Regions from separate parts of the Mus musculus genome. Here region 1 is linked to region 2. The links are chromatin contacts, called in public HiChIP or PLAC-seq maps. All regions are on one chromosome and are shown on one strand. Each heading gives the region's core, a stretch centred on a gene start, on an enhancer-like site or on the middle of the called end of the contact. The rest is flanking DNA. Distances are from core to core; before and after follow the strand shown. Region 1 holds the start of Myzap (myocardial zonula adherens protein). Region 2 overlaps Myzap (myocardial zonula adherens protein).

Region 1 (4,464 bases), core at 560-3,059, 45 kb after region 2:
TTGCCCTACACACCTCAGAAAGAACCTTTCTTTTAGGGTCACTGAACCCTGGAAATACTCTGCTCGCTCTACAAACTCATTTGTGATAATATCTGCCTCCAAGAGCAGAATGGAACTGAGTGCCCAGCCCTGGGGCACACAGAAATAGATCTATAAATATTCAGTGAGTCAGTTAGTCAATCAACACACACACACACACACACACACACACACACACACACACAGGAGCCTTTAAAAAGATTTTGTCCACAGAAGTTCTAGAATGTTCCAATCAGTCCTACATAGTCTGAATTCGGAAGCCTGAGTTCTTCAGACCAAAGTTTCGATGCAGTCTTAGCCAAAAGACAAAGCATTCCAGTATGTCCAGACATCATTCAAGAGAAAAATCTCAAAGATGCTACTGAGTCTACTGGCTATACCTAATTCACTCACAGGATCCCAGCATCAACCTAAATCAGAGTCTCCCTGTGGGTAGGGGCTGCTGCACACAGCTCAGGGCTAACTTTGTAATGATTTTATTCTTTGTCAACCTAAATTTTGTTCTGATTAAACAAAGCCTTCCATGGGAAAGAGTCAAATGCCCATCTTGCAATAGGGTAAGCCCATGGTTGGAAACTCACTAACCAAATGGGAAGCCACTTTATTAAGTTAATGACCAAGCAACCAGAGTTCTATGAGCCTTAGGTGTCTAACATATACACACAAACATAAATACACACACACACACACCACCACCACCACCACCACCACTTGGCCCTCACCCAAAAGCAACACATGCCTTTCGTCTATAAATGGAGAAAAGATAAACACTAAAGGTCAAATCAAACTAACCGGACTTGGGAAGGGGCTTTTGGAGTGGGATTTAACCTGTTAGAATGAACGGTGGAGATACGTGATTAGTGAAGAGGTAGGTATTTAATAACGTGATACCAGAAGACTCAGAAAGCTACAAGCCAAGCTCCTAGCAGACTTCTCTGAGGCCCTGATCTTCGAAGGGGCATAGAATGTCAACCTGACAAGCCTGGCCATTCTTTCAGGAGCATCTGGGAGGTAAGAACTGATTCAGCAAAGACTGTGGCTAAACACATTTCTTTAGGGAAATCTCCCTGGAGGTGATGGTCAGGGCTTAAAAAAAGAAGTTCCTGCGTAAACTAGAGTCCTGCACAGCTAGACTCCGAGGTGGTCAGCTGCTCAGCTCTGGTCTGCAAACAGGCAACCACCTTGGCAAAGCTGGCTCCTGGATCAGAGGCTGTCTGTCACTGGTGGATGGACATATGGATGATGCTCCCAACCAAGAGATGCAGAAAAGTTCACGTTTCAAGTATATTCAGGGCAGAGACCTCAGAAACCTCTCCCCTGCCTTTTTTAAACTGATGCCACATTTAAGCTTGGCTTGACAGTGGAGACGCGAAGGAGAAGTAAGTTCTAGGTATCCCAGAAAGTCCCCTAAGCCCTCTCTTCCCGCCTCGGGAGCATCCAGAGGGAGGGTCACTGTGGAGTCCCGGACTGGCCAGGAAACTTGAGCCAAGACTGAGGTATCGACAGCCAGAAGCATCCTTCTCCCCACATCCCTACAGATGGGGCGACAGGGATGGGTGCGAGAGATCCCCAGCAGCTCCTTCTCCAGCTAGCTACTTACCCTTCTACTGGGCGTTCCAGGCGACTTGGCGCCGCCACCTGAGAACAGGGTGACAGTGGACGTGGAGCGCAGCATCTCGCAGCGGCTGTGGAGCAAGGGCTGGGTGCCCGCGCTGCTCCGGGGCAGGATAAGCGTGCGGGGCGCACCCTACGCGGGGGAGGCTCAGACACTAGAAGCTACGGCTTCCGCAGGGCTGGAGCCCAGGAGGCGGGGCCTGGGAGGGGCCTGAGAGGGGCGGGGCTAGGATTCTGCCAGACTAGTCAAGCAGCATTCTCTCCCCAAAGTTGAGCGTCTCCTCTCTGTATCTCCCTGTCCAGTCTTCCTGCACACACTGTGGGTCTGGTCTCTGTATCCCCTGTCCTTTTGGCCTCACGACCCCAGAGCTTTCCATCAAACCCCAAGGACTACTGGGACCCTTGGTCTTTGTCACTTTTTTTCACGGTAACTACTGAGTGCCTATTATTTGTGCCTCCTAGTGAACGACCGACTCCTGTCCTCACAGATTTGCACCCTAATGGTGACCCTGAGAGAAGACAGTTGTCATTTCTGTGGTAGAAAACAGGTATGTGTGCTGGGAGTGTGCAACTGTCCAAAGGTCCTCAGGAGCCAGAAAGAGGCTCCCAGAGGAAGTGACTAAGCTGAAGACCAGAATTGCAAGGCTGTCCACATTCATTCAGTGATTGCTGTGTGTCCACCTGGCAGGACTGACCACCCTTTGCGTCAATCAATCTTCACAACCACGCTTTGGGGGTAGGTGTCATTATCCTGCACCCCATTTTGCAGGTGAGGACACTGATTCATCAAGGGTTGAGTAAGGCAGGAGGAGCCCCACCAGGTGTTAAGTGGCCAAGCTAAGAGGTGACCTACCCTGTCAGCCCCTAGGGCCTTTCTGGAACACTCTGCTGCCCCCTAGCAGAGATAAGCAAGGCAAGGGCAGATCTGGGACCCTTCCTTCTTAGGCATCCTGTCACAGTGCCAGGAGCTGATGGTGGAGAGAAGCTAAGGAGAGCTGGGGCCTAGTCACTAAGAACCTGGTGTGTGAGTGCTTAGGCCTTTAACATCAGGACAAAGTGCTTCGGGGGAAAGAGAGGGAGGACACAGTATCTCCATTCACCCTTCAAAGCCGAGGCAAAACCCAGCCTTCTCACCAACCTCCTAACCTGAACCCCGACGGCACCCCTGAACCTAGAAGCTTTGTTTCCCTAACTTCTGTGCACTCTCCTCTCTCTCTCTCTCTCTCTCTCTCTCTCTGTGTGTGTGTGTGTGTGTGTGTGTGTGTGTATGTGTGTGTACCCATGCACACGAGTGATCCCAAGGTTGCACCACCAGGAAAGACGTCAAAGAATGTTACCAATCAGAATTCCTCGTGATCCCACAAAACTTGCCCCTTTGGTGACAACAGTCATGTTTTCTGCAAGTCTGCATGAAAGCCGCAGGGCCTCTTCTCTGCCAGCTCTTCCTGATGCTTTCTACCAACCTCATCACCACTGTGTGTGTGTGTTTTAAGATTTACTTTTTATTTTTAATTTTGAGTTTGCCCAGGTGAGTACAGGTATCCTCAGAGGCCAAAGGCGTCCAATCCCTTGAAGCTGAAGTTAGCTCAGTTGTTAACCACCCACCTTGGGTGCTGGGAGCTGAACTCTAGTTCTCAGCAAGAGTAGTAAGGTTTCTTAATGTTGAGCCATCTTCCAGCCCTCTGCCTCTGTCCTCTTAGATCTGTATGCACTTCCTCCTCAGGCTACACAACCCCACCAGGTAGATTCTGTTAACATCTTTGATTTGCAAAGGACAAAACTAACGCCAGAGTTAATGGGTCAATAGCCATACATATCGATTCCACTCTATTCCCATCTATAGCTTCTTCAAAACAAGGAATCCATGAGAGATTTCCCTCTGTCCTCCTCCACACAGCCTCTGCTTCTAGTCCTGACATCTGTAAGCCTAAACTCTAAGTCTACCCTCCAATAAGTACTGATCAAAGGGCGGTGGTCGGGGCTGGAGGGCTAGCTCAGTGGTTAAGAGTACTTGTAGGACTTGGTCCCCAGCACCCACCTGGTGGCTAACAATAGTCGGTTGGCAACTTCAGTTTCAGGTGATCTGACACACTCTTTTGGCCTCCGTGGGCACCAGGTCTGCTGTGGTACACATACCTACATGCAGATAATACATCCATACACATAAAAAAATAAAAAATAAACCAATCTTCTAAAGGTAGATGTTAGAAGCCACTAGGAGTTAGAGATAGATGTCTGCATGGTTACCTCAGTGGAAAGAAACTAATGGTTAATGATGGTTTGCTATTTTGCCCCAAGGAGATAGGCAATGGGCTGTTTTTGCAGACACAGTCAAAACACCCTGGCATCAGTAATGTTTATTTATAGCACGGCAATCACCCAAGAGACCATCAAAGATTGATAGGCTCAGCACAGGGAGAAAGGGGATTTGCATATCTGATAGGCTCCGAGTGGACAGAAGGGGGATTTGCTTATCTACGGTTTGTGTGTTGTGCTGGTTAGTTGTTTGTCAACTTGACATAAGCTAGAGTCATCTGGTAAAAGGGAACCAACCACAACTGAAAAACATGTTTCAATCATATTGGTCTGTATGCAAGTTTATAGGGCATTTTGTTATTGTGATATGAGAGAGCCAAGCTCACTGTGGGTGGAGCACCTCTGGGAAGGTGGTCCTGAGTTATATAAGAAAGTAGACTGAGCAGGCCATACAGAACAAGCCAATAAATAATATTCCTCCATGGTGTCTGCTTCAGTTCCTACCTCCAGTATCCTACCCTAATTTCCTTCAATGAAGGTCTCTAAGCTGCAAGC
Region 2 (4,245 bases), core at 1,397-3,896:
AAGACTCAATACATCGAGGCCGGACTTCTCATTTGGAGACAAGACTTTGTCTGCTGTAAACATTTATTCTAGACCTAATGAAACAAAGGGTCTCTTCCCCACTCATAGCTCCACGGCCTTACCCCTGCTCCACTCCAGGAACACCCCGGCATTTAGGAATTTACTGCCAAAGTAGACAGGCTTCTGATTTCATCTGTCATGTGTATAAGTTATTGAAAGTAGATATACTTTAAGTATCAATGATTCCTTTAATAATAGTCAGAGCTGAGGAGGCACTCACTTGGTAATGTGCTTTTCTTACAAGTATGAGAAGCAGAATTCAATCCCAGAACCTATGAAAAAGGATGGCTAGGTGTGCCAGTGCAGGCTAGGTGTGGCAGTGCACACTTGCAACCTCATTCCCAGGAAGGGTAGAAATAAGGACCCTGGGGCTTGCCGGCCAGCCAGTCTGGCCTAACTGTCAAGCTTCAGGCCAGTAAAAGACCCTGTTTCCAAATATATGGTAGATGATACCTGAGGCAAAGAGGCTAAGGTTGTCTCCAGGCCTCCACACACATGCATACACACATGGAACACGCATGTACATGAGCACACACATACACAGCCATACACAAAATGGACACATTTTAAAGTAGTGGTTAAATAAGGGAAAATAGTTATTTTCCTGGCAACCAAACTTAATTCACTGGACTTTATTTCAAGCTAGAGAGTTAGATCCTAGATGTTCATAACCCTTTTACTGCTGTCCTTTCTCTCTCAGATTTTTCTATCTGATTTTCATCTACCATTTTTTTAATTAAGAAACTAAGAAACATCTACAATGACATGTGACCAGCTGTGGATTTTCCCCACATGTGGATTTTCTACTGAGCATCACCAAAAAGGGAGGCAGAGCCCACCGAAACAAGCAAAGTCATCCTCTCTCTTCTTAGAGAAGTACATAAATGTCCAACCTACCTGCTTCGCTTCTCATTAAGAAAAAATAACAGAACAACAAGCTTCCCAGCAGACCAAATATGTACCTTTTCCTATTATACACAGCTAAGGAGAGGAAGGATGTAGAAGAGAGAAGAGACAGAGGACAAACAAGTGAGAGATGAGCGGAAGGGAGAGGACGGGGTGGGAGGGGGGGCAGAGCATCATGGGAAAGGAATGAAAGGAGCAGAAGAGACAGGTGCACCCAGAGAAAGGCACAGCGGCTGGTGCAAGAGATGTGGGCAGGTTTGGAGGGAAGCCTGGGCTGAGGTCACCTTCTGTCACCTTTTGTCCCCCGAGGCCACCATGCTCAGTGTGCATTATGAACAGCACTTGACCAACACTTTGGTCTAGAGAAAACCCTCCTTCTAGGGGAACAATCATTGGTCCTCACAGCACATAACAAATGCCCGACAGTTTGGGCTGCGGTGACAGTGGCCTGGGCAAAGTCGAGTGTGAGCTAAAGTGGTATCTTTTCCTACAGCACTAAGCTGTCCTGGGCCCCAGGCTTCTCCAGAGCTTACCTCCTCAACCATCTGCTTGACTTTCTTCTGCTGGCAGTGCACCATGTCATCCAGGTGTCTGATCCGCTCCCGGAGGCTGGCCGACGCCTCCTCCAGCTGCTGGTACCTAAGAAAGAAGAGAGCACTGAGCCCTGACTCCAGACAGCTGCTGCCGCTCCCCCTACGGCGGCAGAGACCGCCACAACATTTCACAGAAGCGACACTCAAACTCAAGCCACACGCTCTTCTCCTGTGGACTCTAGGGATTAACTCAGGATCGCTATCACCTGAGAAAGAGCACCTTCCTTCAGGGCCCCTCTCGAGCTTCACTCTGTGTCATGACAAATCTGTCCTTTTCAAGGGCAGAATGAGAAGGCTTTTCTGCACTGAGAAACACGAGAGGCTTTCTGCCTGGGGGTTAATACAGACTGGAACATGCAGTCAGTGACCTTAATTAAGGGGAGGGAGAAGGAGCCCCTGAAATCAAGGGTGGAATCCAGAAGGACCTGCACACATCACTGCTGTGCTGGTCATTGACTGGGCCATCAAGGCATACACGGAGAGCCCTTCACTGTGTCACCACCCTGCACCCCAGAACTTTTTCTGAGAGCTTTTTCTTGAGAGACATTATTCTGTGTCTTTGCTCAGCTCAAGCTAACCAAAGGAGCTATGACGCCTTTGGCTACGTAGGCAGGTGACTATGATCTGTGTGTCATGAGAGCAGAACACCGGAAGAAATGTTCAGTGGCTGTGTCCCATTTCCCAGCAATAACCAGGTCCCTCATTAGCACCAAAGTAGAAACTAGTGAGGACCCCAACAACTTGGGAAACCCTCAAGTCATAGGAGCAAGGCCAGTGAGATGGCTCAGCAGGTAAGGGTGCTTGCTGCCAAGCAGTGATCTAAGTCTGATTCCCCACATGACCCAATGTGCTGAAAGGAAAGAATTAATTCCTAAAAGTTGTCTTCTGACCTCCACACTCATGCCATGGAACATCTGTAACACATATACATACCTGCACAACCAATCAACCAATCAATCAATCAATCAATATTTGAGATCGAGGAAAACAGATTTTTTTTTCCCCCAGCATGTACTATATAGCAGGCAGTAGGTCAAAGTTCCCTCACAACGTGAATCAAAGGGAGGGGCATCTGATCAACATAACCATTCTTTATTTAGAAAGTTTCCACTCCACAGGCCAAGAGCCTTGGGGGTCAGGTGACTTGCCCAAGGGCTCCAATCAGCCCAGCCTTCCCTTCCTTCCTCTCTGCCTTTTGATTTCTAGAAAAGCCAAGTATGACTCCTGTAATTTCCATCCAGGGTCTCACACACTCATGACCAAAGGGCAATGCAAGGCATGGAAACAAGCAACATTTTAAAATTAGTTTCCAGGACAAACGGTATCGGTCACAGCTGACGAGTTATCTCATTAACGAGGTACATCCTGTGCACTCAGGGTTATGAGCACAAGCAGATGGGACTTCTGTGCTTGTGGCCGTCATTTGATGTGTCCCGCTGAACTACAGTCACGATCGAGACACAGCTGCAAGCTCCTGAAGGAACTGGGCCCACATTGGGTGCTCTCAGCCAATGCCACTCTTATGTATAGGTTTGTCCTAAGTGAGGACCACATGAGTGAAAGCACAAGAGTCAATGAGTTATCAGAAACAGTGCACACTAGGTTGAGGAGAAGGCCCAGTGGGTAAGAAGTCTTCTTAGGCAAGCATGAAGACCTAAGCATGAGTTCAAATCCCCAGCACACCCATTGTAAAAACTTAGGCATAGCTGTGGATGTTGGGGGAGGGGAGACAGAAAGATGACTGGGCTTTGTTTGCTACCAGCCTTGTTCCAGGTTCAGCAAGAGACCCTGGATCAAGAGAATGAGGTAGAAAGTGATAAGAGAAGGACACCAGACTTCTTCCTCTGGCCTCTGTGGGCAAGAACATGCACACATGTGCATCTAGTGCACACGCGCATGCACACACACACACACACACACACACACACACACACACACAACCAGTGTGCATATCCACCTCTGAGTTGCTCGAAGTCCAAGGCCAGCCTGCCTCACCTGTTCTTGTCAGAATCTGCCATCTCCCCTGACATTTCTGTCTCATGCTCAAGGAGCTGGAGCTGGAGCTGATGCCGTTCCTAAAACAGACATAATCAATGGATCCAGATGGAGCTAGGCAGAGGATGAACACCAGGCACACCCAGCTCTCCAAGTCTGTACAACACTCCCTGTTCACACATCCACTAGGTCAGAGCTCAGAACTCAAAGGGGCCCAATGCATAGACATATGTATGGATCTGGAAAAAAACACTCTAGGCAAACCACATGAACCCCAGCCCAGGATTACACGTCTTATGAAAACTTATAGTTCTAAATAATGATAATCTATGTCGTAAATCAATGGCCCATGACATTGTGAGTCCTTATTGTTTTCAAAAACATCTAGCAAAGAGGCTCTGAAATTCTGATAATGGCTTATGGACCAACCCAGGTGTGTTTACACAGGAATAATTGCTTATAAGACATATATGATGCTGGCCATAATGGCCAGCACAATGGTCCCCCCAACACAAAGAAGTCCAGGACCTAGTCCCGCATAAACACACCATCTCACACAGAAAGGGGAACTGTGAAAACATGGTTAATGATCTGCATGGTCTCATGGATCAAGCTAGAGGAAGCAGTAGAGTTCAAGTTGGGATGCTAAGACAGCATTACATGGCTAACTCTGACACCAGAGTGGGACTTC

What was found. HiChIP or PLAC-seq counts read pairs in DNA pulled down with a chosen protein or histone mark.
Region 1: a contact with region 2 is called in an H3K27ac HiChIP or PLAC-seq map of heart atrium, with 4 times the contacts expected there. The contact joins the promoter of Myzap here to the enhancer-like site in region 2. A contact is called at or near these places in 6 of 39 promoter capture datasets (HPC-7-derived erythroid cells, embryonic stem cells, epiblast stem cells and 3 more), 1 of 15 datasets of contacts at CTCF or cohesin (the NIH/3T3 cell line), 23 of 484 Hi-C or Micro-C datasets (the 63-12 cell line, CD4 T cells, the G1E-ER4 cell line and 15 more), 11 of 115 datasets of contacts at active chromatin or transcription factors (bone marrow-derived macrophages, a colorectal cancer cell line, craniofacial prominence and 6 more) and 2 of 9 other capture datasets (adipose tissue and liver).

The regions. Positions count from the first base shown.
Region 1 is chr9:71,590,551-71,595,014 of GRCm38.p6, forward strand. Myzap (myocardial zonula adherens protein) reads right to left here and starts at 1,810. Exons shown (of 13, transcript NM_001033208.4): 1 at 1,640-1,810. The coding sequence starts at 1,714.
Region 2 is chr9:71,545,170-71,549,414 of GRCm38.p6, forward strand. Myzap (myocardial zonula adherens protein) reads right to left here. Exons shown (of 13, transcript NM_001033208.4): 9 at 3,555-3,634; 10 at 1,500-1,605. Among named protein-coding and RNA genes, the nearest start is that of Myzap, 45 kb to the right of the region's middle. Within about 2 kb of position 2,647, at least 10 of the 459 cell types and tissues checked have an H3K27ac peak or open chromatin away from gene starts, as enhancers often do. A contact at or near this core is called in adipose tissue and heart atrium, where this site is marked.